Regions from separate parts of the Lactuca sativa genome. Here region 2 is linked to region 1. The links are chromatin contacts, called in public Hi-C maps. All regions are on one chromosome and are shown on one strand. Each heading gives the region's core, a stretch centred on a gene start, on an enhancer-like site or on the middle of the called end of the contact. The rest is flanking DNA. Distances are from core to core; before and after follow the strand shown.

Region 1 (6,297 bases), core at 2,077-4,576:
AGTTCGTTACCTAGATGTGTACAAAAAAAAGATAGTTACCCAGATATGAACATATTGAAAAGTTAATTACCTTGTTAAGTCCGTTTCCCATTATTTTACTTAATGAATGTAGATTTTAGTTTAATATATATTCTTAATAGACAACTTTTAGTTACCTATTTCATGCCTACAATAAATTAATCCTCAAGATAAAAATAAAATAAAAAATTAAAAAATATTATCAACATTAATATGAGAGAGAGAGAGTCTGCACAAATATACCAAGATTGACATTTTTTTGACCTTGTCGTTGTAGTGGATTGGTGTGCTTGCAATCAGATGGTAATTATGAAATTAGATAGAATTGTTTTGTGCCTATGAAAGTAAATATCTTTATTTGGCGGCAATCTTTTAAAAACCAATTTTTGGTTGAACTAGTATGATAATTGGTTTTCGATTCGACCGCCGGATCAATCGATTTCTATAATCTTTATATTTTTTTTCCCTACACATACATACATATATAAATCAATAATTTTACGTTCACAAATTCATATATTAAAAATATACATAAAAACAAGTTTTAAATCAATCCACATACATTAAAATAACACATAACTATAAGTTTTACATCAATCCATATAAATCAAAAAACAAAAAAAAAGTATAACACCGAAACAAAATATAATCCACATATATAAAAAAAAATAAAGTATAATACTGAAACAAAATATAGCTTTAGATGAATAAAACGCATAAAAAAACTTCATAACATTTACCATATGTTTTTATTTAGAAATCTAAATAGACGTGAAAAGACCACCAATATTTATATTGCAAAATGGTTATTTTTCATGTGTTTTTATTCAATTTAACTGGTTCAACCAGTTTAGTTCAACCAATTTAGTTTAACCGGCTCAACCATGTTTTTGTAAAAACCGGCTGCTTCGTTCCAGTTAAGAAATAGACATAAAACCGGTGATAGTTGAACCGTTTTCTTCCCCAATTTTCGGTTCAATCGGTTTGACCGACCTTTTGAAATCGATTTTTAAGTCTAAGCCTAAAAGGTTTGGATATTCATTCTTTTCTCTTTATTTTACGTTTAAAATAGTAGAAACAATTGATCATGTCTTGCTTTTGTGCGAAGATGCTTCTTTTATTTGGCAAAAGGACGTTTAGATGAGTGGATTTGGTTTTACCATGTATGACTCCTACTCGAGAATTATTTGTATGGATGGAAACGATCTCTCTTTCTTCTAAAAGAAGGCGCTTTGGAATCATTATTCAGACGATTCTATGAGTGATTTGGAGGTTCCGTAATGGTGTTATTTTTGGGGAGCCGCTCCCGACAATTTTTTATTTTTTATTTTGATGGTATAGTTGATTTCTCGTTTAATAGGTTTGCGATTATAAACAATAAAAAAAATGTTAGTTGGGTTGATTGGTTTAAAATCTAATTCTAGTTATTACTTCGTAATTTCTAACTTCTTGTTAGTTTCGATTATAAAATTCAACTGTTAAAAAAAAATGGTGCTCTACCCCGCATAGTCTAAGTTATAAGGTTACACAGAATGTAGCAGGAAGTTGATACAGGAACCAAACTTGTACCTCGGAACACAACACCGAGGGTGCAGGATAGCGAGTGCGAGAACCGGATGGAAGGAAAAGACATCACGTTCTCTCTCCCGATTTCATTAACCGATTTTTTTTTCTTTTTTCTTTCAAACGGTTTTATTTCAATATATATATATATATATATATATATATATATATATATATATATATATATATATATATATATATAGGGTGAGCAAAAACCGCACCGCAACCAAAATTAACCGCATAAACCGCAACCGCAATAAAAATCGATGGTGAGGTTTTCTGTTTTTCAAAAACTGCAAATTTGCGGTGCGGTGCGGTTATTAGTTTCCAGAAACCGCAAAAAAACCACACCGCATATATTATATACAATTTTTTTTTATCAATTATTAATTTATTAAATATTAAAAATAAGACATGTTTCATGAATGAAAGACGGATAAAATACTAGAAGACAAAAGTGTTGGTTTTTTCTTATGTTTAACTTTATAAAAAGGATGAAATTAGACAATTTTAAGATATTTATTGTTAATTACTATTGATTTGACGTTTTTAAGATATTAGTTGTTTGTGGTTTAAGTTAAATACTTAATTGTCTTATACATTATGGTTTTTTTTATTATTATTACAAGTAATATGTTTGAACTCTTAAAACTATTTGAGCTCTAAATTGTGGTTAAAAACCGCACCAAATCCATGCGGTTAATAACCGCAACATAGAAAAAACAAAACCGCACCGCAAAAATAACCGTCTAACCGCACCGCAAAAATAACCACACCATGCGGTTTTGAAAATGGATTAACCGCATTTGCGGTTAGTGGTGAGGTTTTGGCTAATAACCGCATCGAACCACACCACGCTCACCTCTAATATATACACCAAACCGGTCCAACTTTATCACACAATTATTTTTATTAACAAAATAATGAACTTGAAAAATAATGAAAAATGATTATTTTCTGTTTTGGTGGGAACACATCCTCGAGTCTAAGTATTCTAGCAAAACTATTATTAAATTATATAAAAATTTACTCGTGGTTTCTTTTATAAAAAGTAAAATATAATAAACAATCGAAAATCAAAAGTTTTGTATTTTAAAAAATATGAACCCCAACTTATCTAGTTTTATTCATTATTGATCATCGTATGCATTCGATTATAATTAATAAAAAATACCTTGTCTCTTAAATAATAATTTACATATTCTCTCAAGTAATCATAACGTTGTATTAAAATATGTCTAATATTACCAAATCATTAACAAAGTTTTTTTTGGTGCATATAACTCTATAAACCAAAATTCTCAATTTAAGTCTATTAGAGTAATCGGTACGAGCCAAACGAGATGTAACGCCGGTGACGTGGCGTATGGCGACGACGTCTTAACAGGGGGAACACGGCCCCCCTGTTCGTTGCAACTCGTCGAGATTGGATCTCGTTGGTGTCACGACCAGATGAAACGAAGAAAATGTTGTCGTTTGCAAACGTTTTAATTGCAACGGGTTTAAAAAAAGTAACTATTAAAAAAAATAATTTACCCTATAAATACCTACCATTTTATAAAAAAAATTCACGCACTTTCTCTTCTCCTTTCTACATACTTTCAATTATCTTCAAAAAAAAAAATATGGATCCTTTCGGCTCGTCCGATGATTCAGATGACGATATTTTCTTTAGGATGATGTATCATTATTACACTACCGACCTGCTACAACCAGACCCAGCCCCGCTACTAACAAGACGTGCAATGTTAAACAGAAATCGCGAGGAAGGACACGAACATCTATACCGCGATTACTTTGCGGATAATTGTGTATACGGGGCGAAGGACTTCAAAAGAAGATTTCGTTTGAGTAGGAATGTGTTCTTACGAATCACCAACGCCTTGCAAAGCCGGTATCGTTTGTTTACTATACTTTTATACAAAATAAATAAAAATGTGCTACATGTTTCTTTAATTTTACAACATATGCAATATATTTTTAAACGGTAGTTAATTTATGTTTATGTACGAATTTTTCCAATTAAGATATGATGCTAGAGGTAGACAAGGGTTTACAACGTTGCAGAAATATGCTGCGGGCATTCGTTTGATGGCTATGAGGGAGTTACCTGACACCATGGACGACTATATGAGAATGTCCGAAAGAACCGCAAGAGAGAGTTTGTATACATTGTCAAGGGGTGTTGTTGAAACTTTTGGAGACGTGTATTTGCGGAAACCTTCGTTGCATGATTTGCAAGAATTGTATGCGACGCATGAAGAACGCCATGAGTTTCCCGGAATGATAGGAAGCATTGTTGCACACACTGGAAATGGAAAAATTGTCCGGTAGCATGGAAAGGGCAATGCGCAAGTGGTCATCACGGATCACCTTTGTTGGTGTTAGAGGCTGTCGCTTCTCAAGATTTATGGATTTGACATGCATTTTTTGCGGTTGCGGGTTCCAACAACGACGTCAACGTTCTTGATCAGTCGCCAATATTCAACGATCTTTTGAATGGAAAAGCCTTGGATGCTCCTTTCACGGTGAATGGAAACGAATACAAATATGGGTATTACCTTACAGATGGAATATATCCTCAGTATTCCACATTCGTGAAGGCATTCTGCCACCCGGTTGAAGAACGAGACAATTTTTTTAAGAGAAGACAAGAAGGATCACGTAAGGATGTGGAACGTGCTTTTGGAGTGCTGAAGGCGAAGTGGCATATAGTCGAACATGCAGCACGACCATCGGATTTAGAAACTCTACGATATATCATGTATGCATGTATCATAATACATAACATGGTAGTAGAAGATAAAGGGCGAAATATTGCACACTATATCCCAACGAAGCCCAGACACGTTCAGTTTCAACCAGGAACAACAGATTATTTGCATCGCGTTGTTGAAATTCAGGACGCAACTAAACACAAACAACTTCGAGAGGACTTAGCGGATTATATATTCTATGGTAACAATAACGATAACGGATAGCGTTGTATTTTTTATTTTTATTTTTTAATTTGGATGTTATTTCTTTTTTTTTTGTTTTTGGATATTATGTGTAACTTAGTCTTTATGTTAATTTTAATCTTTAAAAATTTTTAATTGTTATTTATAATTTTTAAACATTATGTTTTATTTATTATTTATATTTAAAAAATATTTGTCTAAATTTAAAAAAAAAATCGAATTAAATAAAAAATAAATTATAAAATGGAAAAAAAATTTGGTGTCATAACAAGATACAACATGTTGCCCATTTCTCCATTTGGTGGTATAACACCATTGATGATGTGACATGTGATGTGGCACCAAAATGGTGTTACATCTAGTTGTCCACACCTTATGGTCTTACAGTATTTTTTTTTTCAAAAAGGTTAATTATGGGTTACATAGAATCGAAAAACTATTTAAATGAATGAATTATTATTATTATATAAAAAATTACTCGTAATTTCTTTTTATAAAAACTAAAAATATAATAAATAATCGAAAATCAAAAGTTTTTTATATTAAAAAATATGAAACGCAACTTATCTAGTTTTAATGTTTTATTCTTTGTTGATCATCATATGCATTCGATTATAATTAATAAAAAAATACCTTGTCCCTTGAATAATAATTTACATATTATCTCAAGTAATCATCACATTGTATTAAAATATGTCTAATTGACACCTAGGATTTGATTATGCAAGTTTAGAAAGCCTTGCAAATAGAGGACATGTTCTTTTTATTATATATTCACATTAGAAAATTTCTAATGCCTACACACAAATATATATATATATTTTAAGATATTTAAAACATTTTTTAGTTTTTAATGGGAACATTTTAAAAAAATATATATATTAATATTATAATAATTAACTTTATGTTTATTTATTATTGAATAAATGTTTATATATATATATATATATATATATATATATATATATATATATATATATATATATATATATATATATGAGTTAGATTATTTTGTTTTCACTATCTATTGTGTATATTATGATTGATTCTGGACCAATCATATTTACTTATTTTAATAAAGTAATTAATGCATATTCCATGTTGAAGATATAATGGATATTAATTACATCTTCAGCATTTAATATGAATTAATTACTTTCTTAAAATAACTAAAATGATTGGTCCAGAATCAATTATACATGCACACAATAGATAGTGAAAACATTTGAACCTAACTCTCTCTCTGTCTCTCTCTCTCTCTCTCTCTCTCTATATATATATATATATATATATATATATATATATATATATATATATATATATATATATATATATAAAGTAATTGTTGATCTGGCAGTGGGATCATTTTTGAAAGACGAATGTTATTGTAATAATGTGAATAGTCATTGTAAAGTTGATGTAACACAGTTAAAAGATTAGTAGCATTGTATTTATATGGATGGTCTAATATGACCAAATCATTGACAATGTTTTTTTGGCGCATATAAATGCCCAACTTTAGAACCAAAAATCTCAATTTGAGTCTATTATATTGATTTTTTTCAAAAATGTTAATTATGGGTTACGTAGAATGGAAAAACTATGTAAATAAAGAGTTGTTATTATTATTATTATAATTAAATATGTCGATCATTGGAAAGAATGTCCCTACCATTTTATGTCTTATATGCGAGTTGGGGTTGAGCAACTTGAACATTTGTTTGTGAAATGTGAGTTTGCACCTAGGATTTGAAAT
Region 2 (5,636 bases), core at 2,477-4,976, 140 kb after region 1:
CTTCAGAACTGAGCTCTTTTGGGCTTCTTAGTGCACAAAGTTTCCAGCTTGTGCTAGAATGAGACTCTCCCAAGGTGTAAAACTCCATTGGAAGCATAAATTGGTCATTTAGAGCCTTTAGAACCTTGCATGTGCGTAAAGTTTGCAACTTTACGCGATAATCATGCCTTAGAGGCTTGGATCTGTAATATGGAGCCTTGCCATGGCTTAAAAAGCGTCTGCATGGATGGAGGTCTGCGAGGACTCAGCGAGTTGGATGAACAACTCGGCGAGCCCGATGAATTTGGCCGTGAACTCGACGAGTCCGTTGAAGTTTGCCTTGAACGCGACGAGTTGTTAGAAAACTCGGCGAGTCGACTAAAGTTCCCCTCATTCTTGGACACGTATGAGCTCGGCGAGTTAAAGGAGGACTCGACGATCCAATCAAGGATTTCACGACTTCTCGAGTTCAGGAAGGACTCGACGAGTCGGTGAACTGCACTCGACGAGTCGAGTTAACATGGACTGTTGACTTTGACTGTGAGCATTGACTTTGACCAAGAGTTGACCAGATGACTTCTGAGGGTGTTCTGATAATTTGGAAACTTATGAAAAAGGATTGTATGGTAATCGTAGGTAGTGGAGTTTGTGTTGGTGATCCGGGAGCTGAAGCTTTCTAGTTTTCTGACGTCAGTTGCGAGGTGAGTTATCCTCACTATACTAAGGGGTCTAAGGCACCAAGGCCGGCCCATTGGATTTGATATCCTAGTAGTTATTGATATGTTGAGTTGAGTTAGTAATGTATGCCAGTTGATATGCTAGTCGGGTAGGTCGGTAGGACTGCCCGTGATACTGATTGATTACCTGTATGTGCATTTATCTGTTACATGCCGACATGTTATGTGGGGTGGGTTGAGGTTGTACTGCTCCGTGCGGTAGCCAACAAACCCGAGAGTATTCCAGATATGAGCTGAGGGCCCAGTAGGCATTCCAGACTCATACTGAGGACTCAGGAGCATTCCAGATACGAGTTGAGGGTCCGGTAGGCATTCCAGACTCGTACTGAGGTCTCGATGGCATTCCAGATATGAGCTGAGGGCCCGGTAGGCATTCCAGACTCATACTGAGGGCCTAGGGGTAGTCTAGCCTGTAAAGCTGTGGACCCAGTGCATGTTGTTCTGTTCTGATTGATATGATATGTTAATGTTGATATTGTTATGTGGACTGTATGTGTATCGGTATTTTGGGGGTAACTCACTAAGCTTTCGGGCTTACAGTTTCAGTTTATTGTTTCAGGTACATCAGGGGATCAAGGCAAGGCCAAGGCGTGATCGTACAGCTGCTCCTATTGTGTTTATGTTTATGGGAAAAACTCTGATAATCAATATTTTGAAAACAAAGTTGTAATGTTTGACGAACTTGATATCTTTTAAAAAGTTTAAATTGGTTTGAAATTTTTGATGTCACACCTAAGGCATGGTTTCCACGTAAAGTTGTAAACTTTACGTGTATGCAAGCTCTTAGTTGCCAACACCAAGCTAAAGGAGGGGTTTTAGCCAAAGAGAAGGGCCAAACTTGATAAATTTAGCAACTTTATAACTCTAAGGACTTAGAGGAGTCCAGATCTGAAGTTGCAATTCCATATCTTACTTAACACCCGAAATGCTTCACAAATGTACTTGAAATGGCCTAAAACCCAAGAAGAAGAGGATCTAATGCTAGAATGATCAAGGTAACAACTTGTTACCTTCAAATGGGTGTCCATACGTTGTAGATGCTGGATCTACAGTCTACTTCTCGCTCCAAGCTCCTCAATCTTCAACTTCTTCAACTAAATGCTCCAAAACTCTCTCTTACCCTATCAATCTTAAGGAAACATCAATGAACGGATTATGGTTTCTTCTCTGGATAGTGAAGTGATAAGGGAGGCCACAAGAGGCATATTAAGTCCATTAAATAAGGTCCAAATACTAAAAATTAGGGTTTTCCTTTACAATGCCTACTCGTCGAGTCAGAGCCTTCCGACTCATCGAGTAGGATCTGAATCCCGCGTCCTCATAAATGACTCTACTTAACGAGTTGGAGCTCACTAACTCGCCGAGTCCAAGCACAAAACCCTAAAAAAATAGATAAATTGTATAATACTAGAACATATGTTATAACACAGAGGATCAGATATTGAATCCATGGCCTCAATTTGTAAACAAATATAATTTTCTCCCACTTATTCCACCAAGTATGAATTAATTCTCTTCTATTTACTTGATATGATGATTTATTTCTCAACCGTCTAATAAACATGTGTGTTTTTACAGGATTCAAGTTATGTATGTTGAAGTTGAGTACATATTGGTTGTGCTATGTTTTATGATCAAACACAATGGATAATCGGTGTCAACAAGTTTTAATTTTTATAATTTTATATTTTCACGGTTATATTTATTCCAATTCCAATTCTTATTCTTATTATCTTTTTAAATTGCACATTATGACTTCCATTTTCCATCCACTTCTCATAAGACTAGAAAGCTACTTGGTGAAGTGTTGATCAAGAGATTGCAAGGCAATAGGTTAGGTTACTAGATTATAATATTTATAAATTTGGAATAAAAGATTAAAATTTCATAAATATTGGTAGTTATAAATTTCAGGCTTGTGAAGCTAATAGGTTTCTCACTTGGAGATATTAAATTTACGAATGGTTTCACTCAATGGCTTCAAATCAAAAGTGTAACACCTGTGGAAAGTTTTCGTGTCGGGAGTCCAAATCAGACAATATTGTGATACGTGCCAGAGGGGATGTTACAAAAAAGGTTTATCCCTTTAAGTACTTCAAACCAAAAGGGTTTCACTATGAAATTACATAAATGGTCCCTGATATGTAAATATTATAGTAAATGATTCCTAATCGTTTTTAAAATCCATAACTTTAATACAATTTATCCGTCTAATACATACACGAAAGAACAGAGATTCACATGAGGCTGAATTTAAAAAGGTAGACACACATTTGAAAAATTAGAGTTTTACTCTTTATGTTTATACACAATAAGACATACATAACAACATAGACACACATATAAATACGATCATTAACACATACATACACAAAAACTACACAACTACACACACAACCACATATTCTATAATTTAAAATGGAAAAAATGGTCATATCCACGCATAGCATGCACAACAGTTATAGAAAGTTGAAAGTACATTGCTATTAAAGTCTTTTTTGATATATGTGATTGAAAATGAACTAGCCTTATTTGGTATGATGCTTTTCTTACAGAAATCGTCTTGATTGAAGATATGAAAGCAAAATATTTTTTGCCAATTGGAATGAAAGCTAAAACCGTGTGACTAATATAAAATTTAGATGAAGTTTGACGTATATAGTAGAAATGTAAGATTATGTAATTTTGATTTTTTTTAGGATTCATTAAAATTTTGAGACTGCAACATCTATTTCTACTTTATTTTGTTTTTAAGCATCGTACTTTCAAAATCAACCATTTATAGTGTTCTGCTTTTATGACCCACCAAACATCAACAAAAAATTCTGACCCGTACAACGCACGTATCTTTTTACCAGTTACATTCTAATTATGGGTTAAAGATTTTATAAAAAAAAAGATTTTTTTAAATATAGGCCTTCGGTTTAGCTACAAAAAAGATTTCATCTCTAAACTATTAAAAGTACCGCTGAACCATTAAAAGCCTCAATTTTTATCTTCGAATTGGTCGGAGATTAGATATGTGCGGAACGATTCATTTATTTATGTGAAAATCTCTGTTTTACCCTAATCTAAAAAACGCCTCCAACAGTCCAACAGCTACTTCCTCCCTCTTTATTTTCCCATCCGCCGGCCACCAGAGAAGTGCTCCTCCCTCCGTCGACTCGTGCAGCGCCGCCGGAGATATACTCCTCCAGTTAATCTTAACCGGCGGTACCTTCTTCCTCCGTACCTGGTGCCACCGCCGTCCTTGCCGTCTTTCGCTTCCCTCGAGCTTTCAAGGAAAAATCCTTCGTCCGTCGACACACAGTTGGTTCTAGAAGGTACAAATTCCGTTCAATTTTGCTAAAATAATTTGATTGTTCAGACCAATAGACATTTCTTTGTACAAGATTAAGGAAGCAGTTGATTCTCTACGAACCCACCGTCACTTTTATCAACAGTCGTCTTCTTGATTTGTACGAAGAACTTTTGGATGCAGAGAACGTGTTCGATAAATTGCCCCAATTAGATGTCTTCACTTACAATGCCATGTTAATAACTTTTGGATGCACATATGAAACACATAAACTTTTTATAGAGGGCAAATAGGTGTCTTCACTTACAGGGCACAGATGAAGCAAATAAACTTTTGGATGTCTATACTTACAATGGCATGATAAATTGCCCCAACTAGATGTCTTCACTTACAGGGCAAATAAATGAAGCACATAAACTTTTTTTATAGAAGTTGAGGGCAATAATGTCATTTATTGGATAATGGGTTTATTCCCAGTCAAGGGACTTTCATGTTTGCCCAATCCATATCATCTGTAACTTCTCTTCATGAACCATTTGAACATATTGTTCACATCTCACATCTGTAATGAATGATCACAATTGTATGTTAGCATAGGATAGTTTAAAAGTTATTGAAGGTGATGTTGAGTGGTTCAGTTTTTTGGTTCTTGAATCTCATTTGATTAGTTTCGTGCCTCTAAAACTTGATTTTTTGAGATTAGATAACTTTGATAGAAGGTAAACTGGTAGATTTTGAATAATTTATACATTGCATTGATCTTTATATACGTAATTTATAAATGTTGTAGATTTTGAGTAAGTAATATGCATTTCAAAGTTGTTTTTATTAGAAGGGTAAAATGGTAAGTTTTCTTAATCAGCAGATCCGTTTTGGGTTAAATTTTGGAATATGATTATAACTGTAAATACTTGTGATGTTTTCATGTGTTTACATTATACAAATTAGAGTATTTATGATATCATTTTACATGTCTATGAGTATCTTATACTTTATAAATATTACAATCTTTATATTTATGAATTTTTCTAGGATTCCTTATTAATTATAATGCCACGAAAGCCAACAAGAAGAACTCATTTACAAAAGCCTCAACATGCTTTCTCTCGCTTGGGTCGTTCCATGGCCTTAATTTTCTCTGCACGAAAGGCCAAACAACAAAATGACATAAAAGCCCCTTTCAACTCAACAGGCATGATCTCTCTCTCCTAAGGGCAAAATGGTCATTTTTGTTCATGGATTGTGAAAGCTAAAATTTTAAGTGTTTACAGGTAGAAAAAAGGAGAAACATGATATCATAGAATCAAATAGAGAAGTGTCATGTTCTTCTTCAGAAAATGAAGATTCTTCTTCAGAAGATGAAGATGACTTTGAGGTATTTATTTATTTATTCACATTTCGCCCTTCTAATAAGTTGAAATTTTTATTTCTACTTTTTATTAAAATTATGATTTTCTTTTTAAGGGAGCTGTTCAAGTAGATTTTGTCTTCTTTGACCCAAAGCCTGATGATTTCCATGGAGTAAAGGTCTTGATGCAGACTTACCTTGATAATAAAGAATGGGATTTGACCAGTTTTGTTGACTTAATATTGCAACAAACTTCAGTGGGATCAGTTGTTAA

Evidence for each region. Hi-C and Micro-C count contacts between places; a contact is called where the count stands out from the background.
Region 2: a Hi-C map of seed shows a contact between it and region 1, with 2.6 times the contacts expected there. The contact joins the promoter of LOC111879888 here to the promoter of LOC111880315 in region 1. A contact is called at or near these places in 2 of 4 Hi-C or Micro-C datasets (leaf and seed).

Annotation. Positions count from the first base shown.
Region 1 is chr4:15,750,638-15,756,934 of Lsat_Salinas_v11, forward strand. LOC111880315 reads left to right here and starts at 3,327. Exons shown (of 3, transcript XM_023876738.1): 1 at 3,327-3,475; 2 at 3,609-3,906; 3 at 4,056-4,562. The coding sequence starts at 3,327. The coding sequence ends at 4,562.
Region 2 is chr4:15,890,293-15,895,928 of Lsat_Salinas_v11, forward strand. It overlaps LOC111879888 (protein BCCIP homolog), which reads left to right and starts at 3,727. Exons shown (of 9, transcript XM_042900842.2): 1 at 3,727-4,039; 2 at 5,047-5,206; 3 at 5,286-5,389; 4 at 5,479-5,636. The coding sequence starts at 5,065.